Linked DNA regions of Sus scrofa: region 1 is linked to region 2. A link is a contact called in public HiChIP or PLAC-seq data. All regions are on one chromosome and are shown on one strand. The core of a region is the stretch at or near the end of the contact, and the rest is flanking DNA. Distances in the headings are between cores, read along the strand shown.

Region 1 (4,178 bases), core at 668-3,167, 520 kb before region 2:
TGCTTCTGGTTTGGGGCTTTCTTCTCTTTTTTTTTTTTCCTTAAAAAAATCTCCCCATAAGTCCCTTATTTCCAAACACTGTTGGAAGAGTCACTACTACTCACCGCAAGTAATACTGTTTTAAAGCAAAGGCAGCGTTAGAACAACTTCTGGGAAAGTTGAACTCTTCAACAATTTCTCCCCACTGATTCTTCTCAGAAACCTGTTAAAAACACAGCCACACTTGTCTGAGAGTGCACAATCCAAGAAAACTCTAACCTAACTATGAAATAAATACCCATTCTACAGAGATGTGGAGATACCTCAGGCATCAGTGGGTGATTCGGCTCGATCCGTAAGAGTAACTGAGCAAGGGCTGCTTGAATCACTGGGTTTTCACCCAAGAGCCCTGTATTTAACAGCACTTGTTTTGTTTGGGGGGCGGGGGGGGGTGTTGGTGGGTTTGTTTTGTTTTTGAAGCCCGGACAATAACCAATCGCAAGTCCCTCTGTCGCCCCCTTTTAAATCTCAACGCGGTCCGTTTACACTAAAAAAAAAAAGTTCAAAAGGATCAATACTGTTCCGGACAGCGACGTCCGCAGGTTCTGGGGGGGCCGGGGCCGGGGCCGATTCCGATCCCTCTCCCAGATCTATCCATCTCCATAGGCCCTTCTTTGAGGCCTACAGCTTCTGCCTAGCCTTGAAGCCTAAGATGGCTATTTGGAGACAGGTCCTGGTTTCTTTTGTTAGCTGTATAAACCGAGGGCGACGGGGCCGAGGCTGTGCCCCCGGCTGCCGGGATCATTTCGCAGCCGATTATCGATGTTAAACCTGCCCGCGCTAATTTTGAGTTGCACGAAAACTGCTCTCAGAGTCTGTGTGTCTCTGTGTCTCCGCCTGTGCTAGAGCGGCAGCGGCGGCAGAGCTGACTCGCGAGCGAGCGGGCGGGCGGGCGCGGGCGCGGGGCGGGCGCGGGGCTCGGGCGGGCGCCCCGCACGCCCGCACTCCCCGCTGCGGCGCTCAGACCCCGCCGGGCCGGCCGGGCACCGGGCAGGGCGCGAGCCGGCGCCGGGCCGCCCGCCCGCCGAGCCCCGCGCCCGCCGCGCGCACGCGAGCCACCAGGCCAAAAACAGCCCCGCCGCCGTCCGCCTCCGTGCCACCGGCTGGGAGCGAAAAGAACGCCTCTGGCCCCCGCGGGCCACCCCCCCAGCCCCGAGCGCCCACTCCGGGGTCAAAGGAGACTTTTTGGAGGAGGCCAGCGAGAGGGAAATACAAATTAAAACTTCCACTCACCTTCGCGAATCCGCCTAAAGTAGTGACTCTGGTGTAGAGACCGTGAAGATCCAGCTCCTTCCCACCCACCGCAGGGATTTTTTTAAAAGGCGACCTGCGGGAGAGAGAAAGCCCCGCACTTGTCAGCCGGGACCCCGCGCCGGCCCGGGCGGGAGAGCCCTGTTCGCCCCGGCTCGCCCCGGCGCTGCCCCCCCGGTTCTGCTCTCACCCTCTGCTGTGGTGGAACTGCCGCAGCTCGTCCAGGAAAGCGAGTCCCTTTCTCCGCTCGTCCGGAGGCGCCTTCCCCGTCGAGTTTGCCATTATTTTTTCAAAGGAGGTTTTTAAAAAACCCAGATCGGTGTTTTAAAAGCGCCCCCCGCTCCCTGCGCTTCCTACCAGAGCCCGGAGCCCATTCCTCGGCCGGCGGCGGCGGGGCTCAGTCATGGGCCGGCGGTGGCGGCGGCGGCGGCGGCGGCGGCGCAGGGAGGGAGGGAGGGAGGGGGAGGAGGAGGAGGAGGAGGGGAAGGAGGGAGCAGGAGGCCAGGGGGAGAGGAGGGAAGGAGGGAGGGGAATTTCTAAAAAAGTTTAAAGAAATCGGAGCGAAACTAGAGGGGCAGGCGACTGCCGGATCCGCGCGAAGCCGCGGGGCGAGCGCGGCCCCCACCCCTTCCTTCCCTCCCTCCCCGCGGCCCGGCTCTCGCCCGCCTCTCAGCGCCGCCGGCCCAGGCGGCTCGGCCCGGGGACGCGATTCAACATGGTGCTGCTGCCGGGGACGCGCGAACAGGCCAGGGGAAAGGCGAGCTGACGGTGAGGGGCCGGGGCGGCCGGAGGCCCGGGAGTTTCGGCAGCCGCGGCGGCGGCGACGGCGGCGGCGGCGGCGGGGCTGGGGCAGGCGGGGCTGGGGGTGGGGAGGGGGAGGTCTGTGTGGTGGTTTGTGGAAAGCGGGGTGACAGCGTGTATTCCGGCCGCAGCTCCGCTGGGCCCTCGCACACATTCACGCGCGGCCTCGCGGCCGGGGCGTCCCCGGGCAGAAGGCACCGGCGGCAGCCGAGCCGCTGCGCGCCACCCGCCTGCTTCCCTCCCCGCCAGCCTCCCTCTCTGCCGGCTCCAGCGCCGCCACAGCCGGGCAGCCAGCGCCGCACAGCGACCCCCGAGGGCCGGCCGCGGCACTGCGCCTGGCTCCACACCGCCCCGGCTGCTCCTCGCGGGGAACAATAGACTCGGCTCGCCGGGCTTAGGGTTCATCTGCAATGTGCCGCACATTTCACACGCACACAAAGCCGGCGGAAAGGGGGGAGGCGCGGGGAAACGGCCACTACCGGTTGTTCCAGGGTTAGGGGTGGAGGCGATGTTCGCGTCCCCGGCCCGGCTGTTGGAAGGGCCCATTGGAGTCCCCGCCCGCCCGACAGAACCTGTGTGGCGCTCGGGAGCGAAAGGAAGCCCAGAGGGGCAGCTCCTCACGCTCCGCATCTTTTCACTGATCAGAATAAAGTCAATCTGTCAATCTTTTTTTTTTTTTTTTTTTTTTTTTTAAGGTCTAAGAGAATCGGCTTTTCTGAGCCTTGTGCTGGTATTTGGGGGCCTGGTTAGCACATTTTCCATGAATTATCCACAAACTAACTTTAGCGAACTGTAAATGAAATACAATGTGAACTGTCCTAGTTCTGTAGAAATAGAGTCATGCTCTTAATTCATCTTCCCTTTGGCTTCACGTCTCAAACTAGATTATTCTGTGCTGAGTTATGCAAACAGTAATTAAACTGGTTGGGAAGCAATCTTTTGAACTTTGACGATAATAATTAACATTTGTTTTTATATTAAGGTATCTTAAAGATAGTGCGCTTTAAACCACTATTGACTAAAACCTTTAATTTTTGCTTTCTCTGAAATGTCTCACATGCGACCTTAGTTCCAAATATTTTTTCTTTGAAGCTCAAAAAAAAAAAAAAAAAAAAAAAAAGGCTGCTTAGATGGGAGACTCAACACCTCAACAAATACTACAAGTTTGCATCTACCAGCAGCTGGAGTCAGCCCTTTGCTACAAATGTTAATTAAGCTCCACGACGTGTGAAGCCTATTATCATTCCCATTTCTGTGACGGCCACTACGGGCAAAGTCACCGACAACCAAGGACACAGGCCAGTAAAGGTCTGGATGGGTTATTTCAGGTAGTGATTCCAATGAGAACATGTACTTGGTGGTGAAAAGAATTATGTAATATAGCCCAGCACGCTTCCGGTGCTTACTCTAGGAAACGGATTTATTTCGCAAGGAAAGTTTGTCTCTTAAATGGGGTCGGTTATAATAAGGCTATGGCTGGGAAGTTCCTGACACCGAAGGGCCAGTAAGTGCCTCGGAAGCCAGGGAGGGGCGGAGACCCAGGCTGGGGGAGTGTAGGAGCCGGGCCGGGGCCGGAGGCGAGGGGGGGCGGGGCAGGAGGGAGACCAGGTCATCTGTCCCTTCCCCCACCGGTCCGCTTAGGGATGGTGGAGATGTGGGCCGCAGAGCTGCGAGGCCCGAGCTGTGCGGATTCCCTGAACGCCGCACTTGCGCACAGCCCCTTACGTAACTGTCAGCGCCGGGGATTCCCTAGAGGGGGTCATTCTATTCAACCATTACACACACCCCGGGCTCCTGCCGCCGCGCCGCCGCCTCACAAAATGGCGGCGCCCATAGAGGAGACAGCGGCCGCCTCCTCAGCCCCATTTTGTGGGAGGCGAGAGATCTGTCAACATGGAATACCTCCGCTGAGGAAGCATCCGAGTTTGGAAATCCTGCTTAAGGATGGAACCGAGGGGATCTCCTTCGACGGAAAATGTCAGCGACTCCTACCACCTCCACGCTTTTTCACTGTTTTCGTTTTCTCGAAGGAAGCGCCCGAAGCTGCTGGGGTACTTGTAACTAAGGAGAGAGGAGAAAGCTGCGGC
Region 2 (3,602 bases), core at 1,020-3,519:
CTCTTTAGGGACCTGACTTTCTCCTCCTCTCCTTCGATTGCTCGCATCTTCCTCGCCTCCTCCCACCCCTTTTGTTTGTTGACTCTTAAAGGGCTCTCCCTCTTTCCCTTCCACTACTTGTGAGCAATTTTAAACTAGAAATGGGGCGCCCCAGGCTTGCCCCTAGGCCCCTGGTCCTCTGGACTGTAGGAAAAGCCCAGCGATCCACCCTGCCCAAGGGCTTCCTCCTCCCATCACTTCCCCCGCGGGCCGGCGCAGCTGACGAAAAAAGGATCCCGGCCACAAATCAGTTCTCGGCCGCCCCTCCCAGCCCCAACCCTCTGACCCAAAGTCCCGCGTCCGCTGCCACCTTCGGAGGATTCTGGCGGGTCACACCCCGGCTCTCCCAACCCGGGCGCCCATCCCAACACCGCCCACGGCTCGCCGCCCGCGCCAGCTCTTCGGAATCCCCAGCGCCGGTTCGAGCCGGAGGAAATGACCCAAAAGTTGTTGTTCTCAGTCAAGACTTCCGCGCGCGCGGGGGGCGTCTCCCTGTCTCCCGCGACTGTTCAGGGACCGCGACCCTCGCAGGGTTTCTCTAAAGTGACCCGCGGACCCGCGCGTGCCCCGCCCCTCCTCTGCTTTCCCGGGGGCTGCCTGCCCGCCGCGAGCTGAGCAGGGAAGCAGCCGACCCGCGGAGCGCGGCGGCCGCATTGCGGCCCCGGGAGTGCGGCGCGCGGGCTTCCACCTCCCGGTGCTCCCGAGCCAGCTCCCCCGAGCGGCCGAGGGTTCCCGCCAACCTCCACCGCCAAGGGTGCGGCGCCCACGCGCGGTCCCGACTTCCTCCCGCGTCGGCTCGCGCTTTCGGGTGCGGACGCAGGGCCCCAAGTTGGCCCACCCTAAGGACCCCTAGCTCACCGATATCCCCATCCTCGTCGTCGTCGTCCTCCAGCTCCCTTTCAAGTAGAACGTCCCTGGTCATCATTTGCATGCCTCTCCCCGAAGGAGGCTCGGAACTTGGCGCGAAGTTGGGGGTTCCCGGGGTCCCGAACGACGGCGCTCTGGCGGGGCTGGCGCCCGGGCGAGGACGGCGGGGCGAGTCTCGTTTCGGACTCAGGAGCCTCGGTGCTCAGCCCGCGCTCCGGGAAGCCGAGACCAGGAGGCAGCCGACCCGAGCCCTGCGCCCAAGGCAACCTCTGGCCACCGAGCCGGGCCGGCCACTGAGCATGCCCAGTGAGCACCGAGGTTTGCTGCGGAATGATTGAACTTCCCAGGTTTACGAGGCTCTTAGAAGGAAGTCAGGAGAAGGGAGGGAGTAGCTGGCGTCCGCGTTGTGCACGCGAGTGAACTAGCCGAAGGGGGTGGCGAGAGCACGCGAGGGTGGGAGTGGACAGGGTTCTCGGTTGCCCCAAACGAGGCAGCTTTCTGTTCCAAGGTCATATATGGGCACGTCCTGGGGCTTGTTTGCTTTGACATCTATCTAAGAGGGGAAAGACGCAGCTGCAGCTCAAGGAAAGCACCCTGAAGGCGAGCACGTTTGGATGTGTTTAAAGGGAACGTGAAGCTAGTAGAGGATCTTAAAGTATCAATTACTCTGACTCTAGGTGGGGGGATGTGCCTTCCGGAGGGGAATGGGGAGAGGGAGATTACAGGGAAAAGAGGCCAAACTCGTAGATAATAAACAACGGAAGAAAAATGACCCAAAGAGCGAGATCTAAAAATGCTTGTTTACAAAAGGCAAGAGGATTTCCGCCTAAAGTGAGGTTAGGAGGAGGGAGAAGCGCCCCCTACCCCCGCACGCTGGAGCGCACAGGGAGTGGTCGGAAGATGATCACCCAGCATGCAGCGTATTGGGACTTTGAAAGCTTGAACCTTGGCGTCACATAAAGGCAAAGGAAGTGAGGACCTCCCCGATGGTTCGGTGTAAACTCTAAAGCAGTGTGGAAAACTATTATAAGCAGAAGAAATAAGGTGCTGAAATAACGTTGAGGCAGAGAGCGTAAGAATGCTTTCGTGAAGACCAAAGGGCTCAACATGACAAATACAAAGGGATTTCTGCTTTTAAGACACATGGGGTAGTTTGAACTGCAGATTCCTGGGTTTGTGCATCTGCAGAATTTTCTTCCAAGCAGCTGGTGAATTCAGGTGGGACGATTTTTGACTTCTCGAAAGGGCTGGAAGGTGTAACCAAATCCTTGTTGTATTCATTGTCCCCCTAACACTTATTGAAACTTTTTCCCATTTAAGTACCAGCATTATCATGATAATTAGAATAAACATTGAGCTAACACTAAATCTACTGTGCATCTTATTCTCCTATATACTTATTTCTGATGTTTTCATATGAAATTTCATATGAAATGAAACAGCCACAGCAAGCGGGATCCTTAACCCATTGAGCAAGGCCAGGGATCTAACCTGCATCCTCACGGAAACTAACTGAATTTGTTTCTGATGTGTCACAACAGGAACTCCCCATGTGAAAACATTTTCATATGAAACATTGAGCCCACCTGTGAGTGGCAGTGGGAAAACAGCTATGAATATGCATTATAAAACAGCAAATTAAGAAAATATCCAGAATTATTAAATTAGTGATTAACTGAAGCCCTCCTGCACAAATTAATTAATGCATAAAAAAATGAAAAAAAACCCACAAAAAAGAAAATATCCAGGAAACACTGTAATTACTTCTTAAAGAACCTTTTGAAAAAAATTATTTTTAATATAAAGAAAAGTCAATACAGTACTCTGAAGAGAAGAGGGGAAAAATAAAAGATGGGAAGGTAAAGAAAAAGTTGAGAAGTGGAAAAGATTTTTTTTTAATTCTGTCCCCAATGCTTATGGAGCCTACTAAAACAAATTCCAGAGGAATGTTGGTTACATGATTAGTTTTCATGATTTTCATTTGACAAATGCATATGGTAATTTTTATGTGTTAGGCACAATTCTAAATGTTTTACATGTGGTCATTTAATTCTCACAATGACCCTAGGAGTTGTTACCACACATTTACTCAGACACAGGGTGACTGAATAACTTGCCCCAAATCACACACACACAGTAAGTGGCAGAGTTGGGATTCAAACCCAAGCAGCTTATTCTAGAATCTGTGTTCCTAGCCACTTTCTAAACCTCTTCTAGAGACATTTCTAAATCTGTTTTTAAAAAATCACTTTGCACCCCATCAATTCTAAGCTCTTAAATTCTTATCAACTTCCTGCCATAGTCCTCTCACCAAATTGCCTGGTTCTTAGGGCCTAAGACTTTGCTCAAGATAAATTAGTTAGAAAATTCTTGTGTTTGCATTTGCAACAGGTTTCAATGAGTCATTTGAAGTTCTTCACAGATTTTAGAGTTTACATTTTTCTTGCTTGATAAATGTTGCAGAGAGACACTGCTGGCCTTATATGTACAGGTGACTGTTGCTAGAAGAGAAATGAATTATTTACTTTAGTTAGCTGTAAGTCTATTATTAGTAAATCCCATTCTTTCATTTAATCCATTTTATTTCCTGTAATGGATTATTTTTTTTCCACCTAAGACATGCTTCAAAAATAATCAATGTAATAGGCCTAGGTAAGAACCACACCCTTGACTCTGAAAAATTATTGTCTAGAGTT

Evidence for each region. HiChIP or PLAC-seq counts read pairs in DNA pulled down with a chosen protein or histone mark.
Region 1: an H3K27ac HiChIP or PLAC-seq map of alveolar macrophages shows a contact between it and region 2. The contact joins the promoter of ARID2 here to the promoter of ANO6 in region 2. A contact is called at or near these places in 2 of 5 promoter capture datasets (fetal skeletal muscle and liver), 11 of 47 Hi-C or Micro-C datasets (fetal heart ventricle, fetal skeletal muscle, heart right ventricle and 7 more) and 2 of 2 datasets of contacts at active chromatin or transcription factors (alveolar macrophages and skeletal muscle).

The regions. Positions count from the first base shown.
Region 1 is chr5:76,635,124-76,639,301 of Sscrofa11.1, reverse strand. ARID2 (AT-rich interactive domain-containing protein 2) reads right to left here and starts at 1,917. Exons shown (of 22, transcript XM_021092987.1): 1 at 1,481-1,917; 2 at 1,273-1,366; 3 at 105-202. The coding sequence starts at 1,572.
Region 2 is chr5:76,111,095-76,114,696 of Sscrofa11.1, reverse strand. ANO6 (anoctamin-6) reads right to left here and starts at 2,269. Exons shown (of 22, transcript XM_005655713.3): 1 at 898-2,269. The coding sequence starts at 970. It overlaps LOC110260769 (a long non-coding RNA gene), which reads right to left and starts at 891. Exons shown (of 2, transcript XR_002344171.1): 1 at 1-891.